Regions from separate parts of the Mus musculus genome. Here region 2 is linked to region 1. Evidence: chromatin contacts called from public Hi-C data. All regions are on one chromosome and are shown on one strand. Each heading gives the region's core, a stretch centred on a gene start, on an enhancer-like site or on the middle of the called end of the contact. The rest is flanking DNA. Distances are from core to core; before and after follow the strand shown. Region 1 has its middle 160 kb from the start of Gm31135. Region 2 has its middle 20 kb from the start of Gm31463.

Evidence for each region. A called contact is a pair of places that touch in the nucleus more often than the background predicts.
Region 2: a Hi-C map of uterus shows a contact between it and region 1, with 2.7 times the contacts expected there. The contact joins two enhancer-like sites. A contact is called at or near these places in 1 of 15 datasets of contacts at CTCF or cohesin (the NIH/3T3 cell line) and 6 of 484 Hi-C or Micro-C datasets (the HPC-7 cell line, nephron progenitors and uterus).

Annotation. Positions count from the first base shown.
Region 1 is chr8:8,325,383-8,330,432 of GRCm38.p6, forward strand. No RefSeq gene overlaps it. Among named protein-coding and RNA genes, the nearest start is that of Gm31135, 160 kb to the right of the region's middle. Within about 2 kb of position 2,864, at least 24 of the 459 cell types and tissues checked have an H3K27ac peak or open chromatin away from gene starts, as enhancers often do. A contact at or near this core is called in uterus, where this site is marked.
Region 2 is chr8:8,554,265-8,559,314 of GRCm38.p6, forward strand. No RefSeq gene overlaps it. Among named protein-coding and RNA genes, the nearest start is that of Gm31463, 20 kb to the right of the region's middle. Within about 2 kb of position 2,062, at least 30 of the 459 cell types and tissues checked have an H3K27ac peak or open chromatin away from gene starts, as enhancers often do. A contact at or near this core is called in uterus, where this site is marked.

The DNA.
Region 1 (5,050 bases), core at 1,614-4,113:
TTTTTGGAAAGCTCTCTAACCTCTATATCTCTTCAGTATTCATTATCAATGGCCAGTTTCCCAGAACAATAAAGGTATGAAAAATGTCTTTGGAACATCCCAACATACCAGGCTCCCCTCCTGGAACGTTCATTATCAGATCTGCAGGGGCAGAGCCCTTGAGACCTGCATTCCAGGGCAGTGAAGCCTAACCAAAATCCTGTCACAGCTGAGGGCTCCTACAGTGCCTGGAGATCAAAGCCAGTGAACTTGGTCTAGGGCAACAGGTGTATGTGCGCCTGGGTACAATGGAGGAAGGCAAGAGAATTTGCACAGCCTAGACAGGCTACTGAGCCCAAGAGAGAAACAGGTGTGGCTCACAGGTGGGATCAAAGAGGCTTTGGATATGATTTTGACAAAACGAGTTGGTCCATTTGTGAGAGTCCCACTGTCGTGCCTCAGAGCTGTGTCTTAATTACCATTTACCAGTGATGCCCTATTAGGGAAGTAGAAAGGGAATGAGCAAGTTCCTAATTGCACCTTGCCTCTCTGGAGCTCTGGGCCGGCGCCTTTTCTCACATGCTTCCTCTTTGAGATAACCCATCTGTGCTGCCTCCTCTGAGACAAATGCTCCTTGTGGTGGCTCTACACCTCTTACATCAGGAAGATGGTGACAGACGCAGGAGAAGACGGATTTGTTGGGTTACGTTCCATCCCACCACGCGAATAGAAAAGAATGAGTTACCCAAGCAAATAATTGTGTTTGCTTTATGTTTTGGTGAAAGGGGAGAAGACATAAGAAAGCCACAGAGGACCCCGGGGTTCAAAATATTTAGAAACCTTCTTTACTTTCCAAACAGAGCCAGAATGGCAAAGAGAGGTACAGAAATTGGAAACAGCCTCGCAGAAGAATTGGCTGGCGTCGTGGCTCAGCAGCTGCTGTTAGGAATCGAGAGAAGCAACTCATTTAATTCCTGTGTTCTTTTAGGGGTCGGAGACCCAGAAAGAGAAGGCTGCATCCTGACGGCATTAAACGTGATTTATCTATCTGCCTTCCAGGATTGAAATGTCCCCAAGTGATGCCAAAAGTATGTTCCAGAAGGCAGTGACGACTCAGGAAGGGATCATTGTTTTGGTAAGGCCCTGCTTCTATATCCCTTCCTTCATTTGGTGCCAAATACAAGCAAGGCAATTAAAACAAGATAAGGAGGAGGGCCACTGCTGCCAGGACGGTGATTTCAACAATGCCATGTTACCAGTCCTCTCAGCCTCTCCTACAGCTCCCAAGAGAGTTCTAGAATCTGCAGGAGTATGTGTTCTTAGGACAGTACGTCCAGGCATCCTCTACCTGTCGGACTCGTGGGCTGGCACCACAACCTCAGGAGTTACTCCCTGGGCCCTCCCCTGGTCAAGGGAGTGCCTAGCAGCAGGCTCCTTCCAGGTTGAGTGACCTAATAAGCTGCAGCAGAAGCAACAGTGGACTTGTTGAAAGAACAGCGAAAGGGACAAAGGGGAAGTAGTGGTGTTGGGGAAGTAGAAGGAGGCCCAGGTGAATGCCTGGGGCTTGCTGGACAGACAGTCTAGCCTACTCAGGGAGTTCCTGGCTAGTGAAAGACACTGCCTCAAAACAAAACAAAACATAGCTGACTGGAACCTGAGGAAAGACATTCAATGTTTTACTTTGTCCTCTACAAAACAAAAAAAAAAACAAAAAACAAAACAAAACAAAACAAAAACTATACTCACATATGTACTCCAAACTACATGAGTATATGTGCATCTTAAGAATAAGGGAAATGCTAATAATAACATATCAGGCAGGGGGAGGGGCCTGGTGTCTGTGTGATGGCCATTGGCACTTTCCTCTCTTAGACTCAGGTCTCTGCTCAAAGGTGTCTCCTCAAAGAGCCATGCCCCTGCCACCCACTGTCACCCCCCTCCTGATCCTCCATTGTTTCCACCTATAACTGCCCTCTGTTCCTCCAAGCCTGCATGTTCTACCTCCCGATGGATACAGTCTTAAAGGATCTTACAGTGTTTCCAGCCATTTGTTTCAGATCCTTCCCAAAGAAATGCACTTCTGCAAGAAACAGTGTCTCACTTTCCTTGTTCCTCTCAGAAGCCTACTGCCCAGCAAATACTAGAATAAACAGAGAGAGAAATCAGCCAATCTCCATCCTGGTCTGGTTTTCATAGGCAATCTGTTTACTGCTGAAAACTACAGCAAGCATGTTTCCAGTGTAACAAGAGTGCTCTAACATTAGCATCTATCTGGGCTGTGCCCTGTGAGTCTGCCATACCAGACCCAAGCATCCTGCATGTTTTGATATTATGCTTTAGGTTTAAAAGCCTACAGGGTGGGAACCACAACCTTCCATATGAAGGCTCTCTGTTAAATACATTGTAATTAAGAAATTTCACTAATGAGCATTCTGACCTGGATACCCTGAAGCCAATGGTTTATTCTTAAAACTCAATATTATTTTATAAGAATTTTGTTTATTTTTCTACAGACTTAAAAAGTCTAATAAGGTAAATTCACTGAGTAGATAGAAAATCAGAAGATTCAAATTCAAGTTCTCCCTCTATTATCTTCCATCTAATGCTGTGTGAGTAGGTGTCTCTCTGTGTCAGTTTCCTGGTGGCAAAATTAAGGTAATAACTTCCAACCCGACCTGAGCAGATTGGGGGCGGGGAATCACCTTTTTAATTAGTGTAAAACACCCTGCTATTCTGAAAAAGTGTGACACTCACTCACAGAGGCTAGTGCTCCAACTCAGCTTCCAGGAAATGCTTCCAGGGAACAACTGTTAGACACACAGCTGTTCAGAGAAAATGCAAGCCAGAGAAACGCGTGTGATTAATGGGGCTGAGCAGAGTCTGTGATAACAGTACACTCATTGGACTTGGCTGGGATTGTCCTTCTAGAGAAGTTAAGTATTTTATAAATACTATCTCTTTCATCCTTTTAAACTTCCTGTGATGTGGCATTTATTACATGCAGCTTCCAGATGGACAGCCAACCACAGAGAAATGTATGGCTGTTCCAAGGGCCCAGGAGGGTCTGTATGCTCAGAAAAAGGAGGAGGGGGGATGGCTTTGATTGATGGAGTCAGTCATTCATCTGCTCGTTCACTCATTCACTCAACAGGAAATGTTGAAACTCCATTATGTGTCAGACGCTGACCTCGGGACTCAGGGAGGAGACTGGGATAAGGAAAGCATGTTAACTTGTGTTGAGCTGAAGGGCCCAGTAAAGGGGAACACAAAACAAGAGATAAAAGGCACTCACATGAAGCATTGCAAATTGTGACACATAGTAACAACATCGTAGGGTCTCAAAATGATTCTAGTGCTATGTTTGTGTTATAAGGATATAAATAAGCTTTTAATGGCATGAAAAGATGTGTACTGAGTTAAAGAAATGTAGAGGGGGCAGCTTGTTATGTGGCATAGTAGTTTATGCAAATCAGAAAATAAAGAACTGTACTGTTAGTATAACAGGTGCCCAAACTATGGGCCATTTCCATCCCTTTCTCCATATCTAAATGTGTGTATGTGTGTGAGCACATGTATCAAACCGCATGAGTGGAGGTCAGAGGACACCTTGCAGGAGCCTTTCTTTTCATCGTGCGGGTTCTGGGAATAGAACTTGGGCTGCCAGTTGTGGCAGCAAGCACCTTTTCACCCACCGGCTCTACTCTCTTCTTTCTTTATAGCTATTTTTTTTAAGTAAGCGTGAGTTGGTAGTGGAAAAAATAAACCTCAAAAAACCACTTTAAATACACCCTACAATGCCAAATGCAAAGCCTATGGACAGACTCTGGATAGAATTCTGTGTAGCAACCATGTATCCACATGTGGCTCTAAGAAGGACCCCACAAATGCTCACAGTCATCTATTGGATGGAACACAGAGCCCACAATGGAGGAGCTAGAGAAAGCACCCAAGGAGCTGAAGGGATCTGCAACCCTATAGGTAGAACAACAATATGAACTAACCAGTACCCCCAGAGCTCGTGTCTCTAGCTGCATATGTAGCAGAAGATGGCCTAGTCGGCCATCACTGGGAAGAGAGGCCCCTTGGTCTTGCAAACTTTATATGCTCCAGTACAGGGGAACACCAGGGCCAAGAAGTGGGAGTGGGTGGGTAGGGGAGCAGGACGGGGGAAGTGGTATAGGGGACTTTTGGGATAGCATTTGAAATGTAAATGAAGAAAATATCTAATAAAAAATAATGTGGAGGGAAAAAAAAAAGCAGGATTCCACAAGAGAAGAACCAAGGGAAAGGAAGTGCTTGTGAATGGACGCTGGCCTGGTCCAGGAGGAAAGGCGCTGCTGCTTGACAAAGAAACCATGCTGGCATTGGTCTAGGTGAGCATAGAGCTGTGCCGACATTGTGCTGCCACAGTCTGAACCTTGGCAAACTCCGATAAGGCAATATCATGCTACCCTGCGCCCAGGTGCACCTTCTCAGAGGCAGGGGACTGATTGAAAAGGGGAACGGTATGGGCTCGTTGGTTTCTGGTACATCAGTGGGATCAAGATGTGATTGGGTGGATTCTCAGAGAGACCGATCAGGCAGCACCTGGACCTTTTCATTGTGTCTGTTAATATAAATAGTGTGGTCTAGGGAATTGCCATTATATGAGATGCTGAGCTATGACTTACAGGGGTAAAGAGGTGGCATAGTTACCATGCTGGCTGGCAGGCTCTGCCTGAGTTCCTCCACCCACAGGGAAGTCACAGTCACAAGAACAAGTCAGGGGAGGAAGGCATAGCCTGTCAGTAAAGCTAATGTAGGATACCACTTCTCCAGCTCATATGCGACTTTTGCATGAAAATGCACTTTAATAAGAACATTTTAACCTAATTCCCATTTTTAGATTTTAAGTAATTCTTGCTTTTATGTTTAATTTTAACCAGCAAGTTATCAGTGTATACACTTTATGAATATACCTGCTGGAAGTTATCGGACAGTTTCTTTACAGTAAAGGTATTAGTAATATATGTGGCAGATTAAGGATGGTCACAGTTGTTTGTGTTTTTCTCTCTCTGGGAGTCTAGGTGGG
Region 2 (5,050 bases), core at 812-3,311, 230 kb after region 1:
AACTACTACGCAAACCCTAATCACTGGTCACAATATCCATCTCTTCCCTCCAGGGAAGACTAGAAGTCAACAGGTCACTTTGAGCTCTCTCTCTCTCTCTCTCTCTCTCTCTCTCTCTCTCTCTCACCCAGTTAAGCAGAAAGTCTTATTGTTCTATCTTCAAAGTACATCAAGATCCCAAAGTTTCCCCAGCTACCAGAACCTTACCCTTACCCTGGCCCCAGCCATCCTCCCCTTTCCCGCAGACTCCTGCCTTAACAGCCAGATAACTTGCCTTGTTTTAACCCTTGAGCCTCTGTAACTCAACAGCCCTACGGACATCTTCAGAATCTAAGTGGGTTCCCATCGCTCAGGCAAAATTCATCAATGGCCTTTCATGGCAGTAAGAACAAATTCTCAGTGCCTACAATGCCTGTGAGGTCCTTCACTCTTCACATACACCAACCTGGTTTGCTTTGAACAGGTAGCTACTACATCCCCACTCCCCATCGTCTTTCTTCCTGTCCCCAAGTAGCCAGGCACACATTCACTTGGAGGGTTTTACATCCATTGTGCATCCAGCTAGGCTGTTCTCACAGAGGTGTCTGCATAGCTCTGTCCTTTGCTCTCATAAAAATCATTGCTCAAGTGGCCAGCCTTCCCGGACCATCTTCCAACCGATAGCATTCCTGCTGGTAATTGCCTTTATCTCATCTCCCCCCACCACACCCCACACTGCCTTGTCTTCATTCTCCAACGGGCTCAATGTCACTGTGTTTACATATAATATTCATACCTACTGCATCGGTTGCTCTCTTTCCATCCCATGCTGTTCCACATGTCCCTTTCCTCTATCACCAGTACACCCCCAGATCATACCCATCTGTGCCTTAATACAGCACAATGGTCTCCTCTCACCTTGGTGGAATAGAGGGGTTCAAGAGGGTCCCTGGATGGCTAATGTCTGTACCTACCACACCCCACACTTCCAGGAAGCAGGATGGTGGCCACCAGACCAGGTGTTTCATTCCATGAATCACAGGCCATGGTTACTTTAGACCCTCCAACACCCCCACTTCCACCATCTACTACAAGTGAAAGATAGTTCTTAAAAATGCAGGCTAGGGTAAGCTGTGTGCAGTGGTACACACTGCAATCCCAGCATGTGAGAGATGAATGCAAGAGGATGAAGAGTTCAAGGACAAGCTAAACTATGTAATGAGTTCAAGGCCAGCCTGGGCTATGTAAGACCCTGTCTCAATAAAGGAAACAAAGGTCAGTAGCATGGCAGTGGTGAGCTCTGAAGACGCCGTGTGGGAACCTCACAAACTAGTTTGGTGCTCCCAGCTTTTCTGATAAATAGATGAGCAGCAATTTGTTGTTGGTGCTGTAGGGAATAACTTTCCAGAAGTGAAGATGTGATCTTTCTACTGAATTGCTGAAGCCTCTTTATCACCTCAGCTTCTTCACAACACCTCAAGTGTCCTGTTCTGCACTCACTGACACAATAACCCTCTTGCAGGTATGAAAATATTCACGTTAAACTTTCCCCAGGCCTTAGAATAACCATCACATTTCTCTAGAAAGCAGCTATGAAGCATCCTGGTATACGGGGCCGGAGTCATGGCTAAGAGCCTGTACTGCTCTTGCAGAGAACCCAAGTTCAATTCTCAGTATCCCACAATGCATGCCTCACAACTACCTATAACTCCAGATCTGGATCTGGGGAGAGCCAATGTTTTGGAAACTTGCATTGATGTGCACATACCCATACACGCACACACACACACACACACACACACACACACACACACACACACACACACACACGCACGCACGCGCGCGCGAGTAATTGAAAATAAAAGTAAATCTAAAAAGAAAGAGAATCCTGACATCCATATAAAATAAAGTATGGACGTTTTATGGGAGCACGATAGCTCTATCTAGAATGAAATAAAACAATCCAAACAAAGAACGATAACAACAACAAGCATGATTAATTAGTAAGCCCCCTTGTTCCAATGTCTGCACGTCGTAAATACCCAAGGAGGCAAGAGGGAGCTGCCTCGCCCCGAGCCCTGTGCTTATCGAGGTTGCTACCCTGAGTCAGGGTTTACAGTACTCACAGCTGCACATTCTTGACTGTACCGCCTTATGTTTTATGATCCAACCAGATGTAGGCCATAAACCGGTTTTATCTATTCTGTGGTTTGCTCCATACCAAGAAAATAAACTTCAAATGCCTAACCTCTTCATGACTGTTCCACTATTGCAAGCAGTAGAGCAAACAGGGTTTTTTGTTGTCTGGTACCCTAAAAAATGCTCTAAAATCAAAGTCTATTTGGGAAGATGGATTCCCTACTCCTGGAGATGGCAAAAAGGCCAGGATGGTTTGAATGGGTTGTGCTGTGTGTGCAGTGGCTCATTCTATTGATTTCGAGGCTGATGGACCGTAGGCTTCATCGATGGCTCCTTTCAGCTTCCTCCAGACTGAGAAGGAAATGGTCCTGTCTGTGCTCTGCTTGGGGCCTGCATTATTGATATTCTTTAATCATTATGTTGGAGCATAAAGCTGCTGTTATGTTGCCATTATGATGTGTCTTTATAGAATGTAGTTAGTGAAACAAAAATAGAGGATGCAGCAGGCAGAGCTGTCCCTCCATCTCTGTGAGGCTGAGCTCAGCTCGTGGAACTGAGAGAGAGCCCCCTGGCATGCTGGGTTTTTGGCAACAGTTACACAAAATGAACCTTTCTCAGCCTTCTAAAGAGGAAAAGCCACCTCTAGCATTTCAGCCCACTAGGAGACCTGCAGAAAAGCAGAGTCCATTTTCTAAGGCAATGTGTTCATTTTAACTTTCCTTTCTCTCCGTGCATGATCACTGTGCCTGCAGCACCACATCCCATGTGCTAGGGATGCAGTGAACAGCCCTGGCCTCAGAACCCTCTGGATGCTTTTAACCAAGTTGAGAAACTGAAAAGGTTGCAAACATTCCTCAGGAGCAAACTAACAAAACTGTGTCCAACTGCGAATGTCTTTTCAGATTTCCCATCTTCTGTTTCATCTAAATATCCTGCTAGCCGACTGCTGTTGAGGTTCTGTAAGATAAACGATGTTGCCACGAACAAGTAAATACTTCTGTACCTTTTACTCTTTTACTGTGTAATGAAGGAAAATGGAAACACCTGGCGACCATGTCTGCTAGCAAAGAGGGGTACATCCATTTCTAAGCAACCTCTGAATGGAGGTATATGTCCAAGCTCAAAAGAGATCTTTTCCCCCTGAGTACAGAGCTTGCTGTGTTCCTTGCCTGGGACACAGAAGGACACACACACCCATGAGGGATCATCAAGTTTATTATCGGAAGCCAGAAACATGCCTGGGCTTGTTCTGAGGGCCGTGTCACCTAGTCTAATCCAACATGCTGAAAACCCACTTGTTGGAATAGTTGAGTTGGTCCATTTTGCCTTCTAAATGTAGTTATATACATTAAAAAGCAGCTTTCTTGAGGCCTCATATATCCTAGGTTACACGGAGGTGATGACACAGAAGCAATAAATGAAGACTGGCATCTTTTCTATGTGTTTGCTTGTGGCGTTTTGCTTTGTTTCATTTTTGCTTTTCTGTATTGTGGACTAGAAGTGAGTTCAGATTCAGGGCAGATGTTGCCCGGACTGAGATTCGCTGCCTCCAGCTCCCCTGTGTTTTACAAGAGAAATCTAGTTAAGATGAACTTCACAGGTGTTTTGAGAAAGAAGACAGGAAAGTGACACAATTTACAAGTAGAATCAGGAATGGAGCTAGCTGTACCTGACATGAACGTGCTCGTTAAAAGTGTGCGAATTTCAGAATTTTGATTTGTTTTAAAGCCACAGTTGTGATTTTACATTTCCTTGACCTACTCCTTGCTGGTCAGGAAACAGATGAGTAAGAAACACTGGGTGAATTCTTTGCTTTACCCTAGGGGACCACAGAAGGGGCAGGTGCGGCTCAAGATGAAAAGGGATTGGAGTGTTTGTGACCCCTTAGCCAGTCACCTCCTGTCCTTCCAGCCCTGAGGAATGAGCTTCTCTGTCTCCTCTGACCACACACTCAGATCTCACTGATGCAGAATAACCCCGAGGGCCTCGGAAAGTCAACTTGATATCCGAATTTCCAGAAAATCCAAATTTAGGGTGGTTTCCTTTCATTGGCAGAACACCAGCTTGATTGGGGATCCTTCTCCAGGCTAGTGCTCCAGATCGGCCTGCTGGTGCTCCAGATCGGCCTGCTGGTGCTCCAGATCAGCCTGCTGGTGCTCCAGATCAGCCTTCAGTGCCAGACTATATTTTCATCTGTGACAGGGTGAAAACAAACATTTTCCCCCACTTCTGAAAATAACAATATTGAGAACACCTGATTTGTAGCTTTCTTAAAGTTTGTTCTGCAAATTCAAACATATGTCAGTAGATCAAATGATTGATGAAAATGTTCCGTGCTGCATTGCAAGGCAGAGGACCCTGTCATTAAATAGCTTTTTTTGAGAAACAGATAGAAAAGGAGTTAATTGTCTCTTCTTGAAAAGACTGCTCCAGATCACCAAAGGTGTCTGTTTCCTTTTCCAAGTGGGAAAAGGTATTTAATTTATTCTATGCAATTTTCTGCTTTCTGTCCCACTGACTACTATATTTAATTACTCTAAATCACTCTCCACATGAAGACGTGATGGGCTTCTGAGAGCTGTTACAAGGATGCTGCCTGTAAATGTTTGTCTGCTTGAGCAGCACTGAAAGTCCTCAGCCTGGCTTCCCACACGTCATTGGCTAAAAGACAGTGTAGACTGGTAATGAGGAGGACAGGTACCTCCGCCGTGACATCAGACTCTGCACCGAGCTGACCTCCTGTTCTATAGGATGCAGCATCTGATGATGGTGACTTGAAACCTCATTTGCTGTGTAAGCTGGAAGTGACAACAGATGAGCATCTCTAAGACACCCAGGACCTTTCAACTCCAGAAAAGAGACTTAGCAATGACAGGTGACAGATGCATCCCCAAACCCCAATCTGCACCCCCCTCTGGCAAGCTCAGCTTCT